2 separate regions of the Ovis aries genome follow, and region 1 is linked to region 2. A link is a contact called in public Hi-C data. All regions are on one chromosome and are shown on one strand. The core of a region is the stretch at or near the end of the contact, and the rest is flanking DNA. Distances in the headings are between cores, read along the strand shown.

Evidence for each region. A called contact is a pair of places that touch in the nucleus more often than the background predicts.
Region 1: a contact with region 2 is called in a Hi-C map of liver, with 2.0 times the contacts expected there. The contact joins the enhancer-like site here to the promoter of RYBP in region 2. A contact is called at or near these places in 2 of 16 Hi-C or Micro-C datasets (blood and liver).

The regions. Positions count from the first base shown.
Region 1 is chr19:29,366,500-29,369,970 of ARS-UI_Ramb_v3.0, forward strand. The region is part of intron 2 of RYBP (RING1 and YY1 binding protein); the gene reads left to right. Among named protein-coding and RNA genes, the nearest start is that of RYBP, 69 kb to the left of the region's middle. Within about 2 kb of position 2,217, at least 9 of the 54 cell types and tissues checked have an H3K27ac peak or open chromatin away from gene starts, as enhancers often do. A contact at or near this core is called in liver, where this site is marked.
Region 2 is chr19:29,297,824-29,301,075 of ARS-UI_Ramb_v3.0, forward strand. It overlaps RYBP (RING1 and YY1 binding protein), which reads left to right and starts at 1,729. Exons shown (of 5, transcript XM_027958165.2): 1 at 1,729-1,945; 2 at 2,699-2,824. The coding sequence starts at 1,914.

The sequences.
Region 1 (3,471 bases), core at 967-3,466, 69 kb after region 2:
GCAGCCTACCAGGCTCCTCTGTCCATGGGATTTTCCAGGCAGGCGTACTGGAGTGGGGTGCCATTGCCTTCTCTGAGTTAGCCTTGGGTCCTTTTCATTTGTGAAGTTTCGGTTTGGTTACACATTAGAGGGGAGGAACATTTATTTCACCATTCTGGTCAGACATTCATTTCCTTAGGAGCATGTGAGGACATCCTTACGGTTTTGCGTGTGCGTGTAGGTTGTGTCCGTTGGGTACCGATTGTGGCACACGCGCTGCAGCATTCTGAGGGGTTGCTTGCTGCGGTGTTAGAGCGTGGTCGTCCATGGGAGGAGCGCGAGACCGGCCCCGGGCCTGCTGCCTGTGCACACTGTGCCTTTGGCCTGGGTGAGCCTCCGGGAGCAGCCCCCAGGGCTCCGTCGTGGAGCAGCACGTCCAGGTGCTGGAGAGCTGCTCTCGGTCGCACCAGGCACCTCGTGTAAAGGGCTGTTTGTGAGACAAGGGTGCCTTCCTTTCATCTCTGCCTATTCCTAGCTCTCTGTTCTGGCAGTTCCAGCTGCTTACCAGCCTAGGCACCATGTCTGATGTCCATGGTTTCAGGATCTCTTCTCTGATTTCTCATTTCCGTATCCTGTCCATAACCCCCAGTGCCTCGCATCGCTCCCCTGTCTCAGAAGACTGTGCCTCTGCCGGTGCTTTGCTTGGTTCTGTGCTTTCTCTTCTTTGCCCCATGGCTGACATTGCTGTCTTGCCTGCCTTCCGTCTTTCTCCCTCTACAGTACATGTGACTTCAGCCTCCCTTTCCTGTGGAAATCTCCTCCAGCCGTGCTGACCCCTCTCTGTAGTGGCAGGACCATCTTTACCTCACTGCGACATTTCTCCAAAAAAATCCTGTTGGCCACCTCTAGGTTATTCCGCTGACCTCCTGTCGTCCTTTCACTTTTGCAGTCCCAGTCTCATGTGGCTTGCTCTCCTAAAAGTCAGCAGTGACCTCCTGATCACCAGAGCTTGGGCTTTTTTCTCAGTCCTTATCGTACTTTGTCTTTCTTTGCAGTGTTTGTTTATTCTTCATTCAACCAGGAGGTAATTCTATTGGGTTCCTGGTACTGTGCTGAATGCCTTAGTGACAAAGAAGATTCAGGTGCAGTCGTGCCGTTCAGGAGTGTACATTTGATTGATAGTTACATAGTGGTGTGGGAAGTAGCCTTGTAGAACATCATAGGATGTGCCTGGAGTGAGACAGGCCCCCCATAACAAATTGGGCAGGCCTGGTGGGCGAGCCTAGGGGTTCTTTGGGGCAAGGGTTTGGTGTGCCATTGAGTGTCTGTTGAAGGTGGTCTTGGACTGCTGTCCCGCTGTCCTCTCGTCATTCTGAAGTATACATATGAGCTTAATTGAAATTCTCCATCAAGGTAGCTTTTTGTTATATAGTTAGTTAAACTCTGATTAAGTTGTTTCATCTTGAGTATTGGTTAGTGTAAGACAATTCTATTTTGTTTTTTTACTCTGATTTAAACTGCCTGGTAATCCCTGTAGACAACTGATCTGATCTGTTTGTGTCCCTGGTGAGTACTTGTGAAATGACTTGTAGTGGTGATTATCTTCTCTCTTAAGTATTAACAGATACACTTCCTCTTTAAAGGAGTAGAATAGGCTGCTGCTGCCTTTGTTAAGTAAGTGTCTGACTTTGCGACCCTGTGGATTGTAGTAGCCCACCAGGCTCCTCTGTCCATGGGATTTCCCAGGCAAGAATAGGGAAGTGGATTGCCATCCCCTTCTCCAGAGGATCTTCCTAACCAGGGCGCGAACCCGGGTCTCCTGCATTGCAGACAGATTCTTTACTGTCTGAGCCACCAAGGAAGCAAACCTGTGAAAAAGGAAAGTTCCCTCTCACGGGATAGGGCAGGGCCTTAGCGTGAGCACCTCCTCCCATTGCCTGCTGCACTACGCATCTGTGTTTGAGTCCCTGCCCAGCAGCAGGTGAGGCTGTTGGTGGTTGTGGTCCAGCCTGAGGTGGCTGTGCCTGTGACTGGCTTTCATTGTGTGCCATCCATTGCCAAGGCATGTTTGCTGGAGACCATAGGAGACTTGCCCTGGGATTGATGCTTTGTTCATCGGTTTCCTGCAAAGCCACATGACCGTGGAACCAGCACCGAGACGCTCAGACAAAAGCCAGGGGCTTCCCCTAGCAGGGCCCTTGACGAAGCTGTGGAGTAGGCGGCCGTCCCCTCTTCACCCTGTATTTCTCCTTCGCCACGTCACACCCTCTCCCAAGAGCTGCTTCAGACAGTGTGTCCTGCTCCTAGCAGTTTGTTTTTTTTTTAATGGCATGATTATTTTTAAAAGAAACTTGTTTTTCCTAGGTTTGTTTTTGATTTTTTCCTTCCGTTTCCGTTCCTCTACCACTGGCTCTTTCATGGATGAGCCAGAGCTCATCTGTCCAGTTACTTTTCTTCGGCCAGTGTCTCATTGTGGAGAGCAGAGTGGGATATAGGGTCTGAGGGGGGTTGTTACATGGTGGCCGGCAGTTGCTTCACCTCATTAGTGAGCCTAATTTAGATATATGTGTCCTACCTTGGGCTTCCCTTGGGGCTCAGCTGTTATAAAGAATCCGCCTGCAAAGTGGGAGACCTGGGTTCTATCCTGGGTTGGGAAGAGCCCCTGGAGAAGTGAAAGTCTACCCAGTCCGGTATTCTGGCCTGGAGAATTCCATGGACTGTGTAGTCCATGGGGTCACAAAGAGTTGGACATGACTGAGTGACTTTCACCTTCACACCTTATACTTAGAGAGTTTATTACATTGTAAATGTCGATCTAGATGCTAATGTCTTTGAAAATTAATATTGTGTGCTAAGCTTTCCTTTCTCCTTTTGCCACTTGGGTCTGAATGGTCACGAATTGTGAGAAACATTTGGCACCCTTTAAACTTTGTAAACAATAGTGCTAAAAACCAGTGTCAGTTGGAGACTGGCGCACACATAATGGTTGATGGCACAATGAATGTATCACTTTTCTAAGATGTTTTTTTAATAGTGATTTTCAGTGTTCACCCCTTGGGAGCTTGTATGACCACAGTTGCCTTCTATTGCTCTGTGTTGTTGGTGGTGCCAATCACAGAACTGCAGGGGACCAGACCAAGTCGGAATAATTAGATTGAGGAATGAATGTCACACTTCTAATTTCATTCTCTTTTCAAGGGATTACCAGTGTCCATTTAATAAAATGAGATTAACCCTCTGCAGCAGCAGTATTTGAAAGCTGTCAGTCAGTATAATCTTGACAACTGAAAGAAGTGGTGTTCTCAGCACTCTTAGAAGCAATCGTGTTTTATTGGCTGAAAGTCTTGACTGCACAGGGGTGTGTGTATTTGTTTGAGCGCATGTGTCTATGTCATTAAAGGTATACAGAGTGGATTTGAAAGAGGAAAGGTTTTATGGACTTAACCATACTACCTAGAAATAATAATGTAGAAATAATACCATATAATTTAG
Region 2 (3,252 bases), core at 479-2,978:
GTCCTTCCCACTACCTGTGGCTCCCAGCTACCCTCCCCAGAGGCGGCTACTCCAGCTGGGATTTCTTAATTCCCTTTTTCTCGCTGTACCTTCATGCTAGGGGCAGAGTCCTGGGAGCATGCCAGGCAGACACCAGAGGCCAAGGCTGTGGGCACCCGGCCATGGCTTGTGTACATGCCCCTTGTCTTTCTCTGGCCTCTTTGGCCCTCAGCCCCATCCCTCCCTCCTCCTCTTCCTCCTTTTCTCCCTGAAGGTTGGCCGGGGAGGTTGCTGACCCTGCCTAACAGTGTTGTCCCTCCTGGCCCTCCAGGGTGTGCCTCCCCGGCAAGGACACCGTGTGCTGATCAAGGTTATCACTGACACATTCCCTCCCTCTTACGTTCTCTCTCTTCTGATCCCTGGACTGATCCTAGGACTTCTTGCTCCGTGGGTACTCTGTCTCAGGGAAGTTAGCTTCCCCGGTGTCCTGCCCTGGACAGCTTCCCTTTTATAGGGCAGCCTTGATAACAGCCCATTCTGCGTTTGCATACAAACTGGGGGGAGGGGAGCTATCTCAGTGGAAGCTGAGAGCCCCTCTTATTTTCCCTCCACACCCCTATCCCCACCCCTCAATTTTTAGCAGCATCCTCTGGCCCTGTCCCTACCCCCACCCAGCCAAGCTTTTTATCTTATCATCTGGGTCCTACCTCTACCATGATTCCCCATTGCCTGAGGGCAGAGGGGCCTGAGTCACGTTCAAGTCAACTTGGCAAGCCTTCTTGGAGCAGGCTAAAAGGTAAAGGGTACTACTTGTTCCTGGCCTCCAAGAAGCTTCTAAAGCAGGGGAAATGGTGCACAACCCAGGCCCAGTTATAATAGTTCTCAACCACTACTTTCTATTGGTCCTTTCTAAGTGCCAGGTACTGACCTGCTTGCTTTCGTGCATTAAGTCCCTGAATTTTCCAAACAACCAAAAGAGGAGACGGGCACTGAGGTACAAGGTTTAAACTGCTGGCATGTGGCTGCTGGCATTTGAACAGTAACTTCCCTAGGGAAACGCCCCATTTAGGCTCGGGGGGTGGGGGTGGGGGGTTCAAGCAGAAGCAGAGTGTCGGGCCCTGGGGGACATTTAGTTGTGCCACACCTCTTCCGCACAATTCCCTCCTGCTTCAAGGGCTTGGAAAGGGGCTTCGGGGCGGTCTATCGACTCGAGGCAGGGAATTTACGAGAGGCAGGTACAAAGCTCAGCGTGGCAGAGGAGCAGAAGGGAGCACGGGAACCCGGGCCCAAAGAGGCCCTGCCAGCTCCGGGGGCACTGCAAGCCTCGAGGCGTTGCGAGCGTCGCGGCGGTTGAAAGCCCTAGCGGCTCGCGCAAACTGCGCCCAACTACTTCCCCGGGGCGGCTTTGGGGCCCGGGGCCCTGCGACAGCCCTACGGGGCGGCCGCGCGGGGGCCAAAGCCCAGAGTGGGTACCCGGGCGCGGCCACGTGCGCCCTGCCGGGCTCGCACGCTCCGCCACGCCGGGCCGCGGGGCCACCAGCAGGCACGCGCGCCCCCAGCGCGCACACACTCCGGGGCACGCACACCGACGGCCCGTCCCACGTCCACCACGCCCCGCCCTCCCCCGCGCCCCGCCCCCGCCCTCGCGGCGCCGGCCGCCGCCTTCCCATTGGCCGCCCGGCGAGTGACGCGCGGCGCCCGGCCCCGCCCCTCGTCAGTCACTCGGCGGAGGCGGCGCTGGCGGGGACTAGTCTCGTCCGGAGACTGGCAGCGGCGGCGTCGGCGGCGGCCGGAGCTCGAGCCCCAGCGGCTGAGGGCGGGCGGGCGGGCGCGGGGGAGGGAGGGGGGCCGGTCCGCGACGACTCTCCGGACGGCGTTTCTCCTCCGAGCAGCGCGGGTGTCGGATTTGGGGGGGGCGGGGGTACAGCCCATCCATGACCATGGGCGACAAGAAGAGCCCGACCAGGTACCTGCTCCGAGCCGAGGGGGCGGAAGGGGAGGGAGGGCTGGGGGCGGGCGGGGGCCGGCGACGACTAGGCCCCGGAGCCACCCGGGGCGGGGGGAGGCGCTGCTAAGATGGAGATCCGGGGGCGGGGGGAGGCGGCGGCGGCGGGCGGTGGCGGCGGCGGCGGGAGGCGGTGTCGCTCCCGCTCGGGGCCGGCGGCCGTGCGCGCCGCAGCCATGGCGGCTCCTCCTCAGCCGCCCTCCGCCGCCGCCGCCGCCGCCGCCGCCACTCCTCCCAGACAAAGGGAGATTTAACCAGGTGGGGAGGGAGGGAGGGCGCGAGCATGGGAGGGGAGAGGGAAGGAGCCAGCCCACTCCCCGCCGCCGGCCTCGGGCTGCCCCTGCGCGCCCCCTCCAGATCCGGCCCGCGGCTCCCCTCCCGGCCCCCCCAGCCCCACGCTCAAGTCCACAAGTCCGCCCGCTTCCTGCGCCCGCCGCGGCCCTTCCCGGGGCGCCGCCGCCGCCTACTGTGCGAGGCAGCACAGCCCGGGCCCGGAGGCTGCAGGGTGCCGGTGGGGGCGCCCCATCCCCTCCCCCGGTCCCTCCTCTTGGCCCTGAAAAGGGTGGGTGGGTGGTCGTCTTAGAGAAGTTTCCAGCGCCGGATTCCTGGGAAATTACGACGGCTCACCAGCGCCTGTGTTTTTGCTGTCGCTCCCCCTTTTTCCTGCTCCCTGACTCTTCCCTCCCCTTTCCCCCTCTCCTCACTCTTCTGAAGGCCAAAAAGACAAGCAAAACCTGCCGCAGACGAAGGCTTTTGGGATTGTAGCGTCTGCACCTTCAGAAACAGCGCCGAAGCCTTTAAATGCAGTATCTGCGATGTGAGGAAAGGCACCTCCACCAGGTACTTGAAGATCTCTATTACCTTTTGTTAGAGGACTTTTTTTTTTTTTTTAAATCAAGATTGGGGAGAGGGTTGTGAGCTCTACTTTCTGCCCTCTTTCCAACTTGTTGATTACAGCTTTTTCTGCATTTGCAGGTTGGGGGGGGGTTGTTGTGTGGTTTTGATTGTGTGTAATTTCATGTTGGGTGCAAAGCCTCGTGTTCACTGAGTGATTTATGGGAGAGAATTTTCCCAGGTTTCGTCTTTTTTCAAACAGACGCTGGATTTATTTGACACTTGTATCCATTGGCTTATTGGTATTGGCTCCAAAAGACAGGAAGCAGTACTTTTGCTATGGATTGTAGGACATTGGACCTTTTATTTTTGCCATGTGCAGAATGTTTTTAATTTGCCTATCCTGATTTATTTTTCTCTTCCCTGAGAAATTT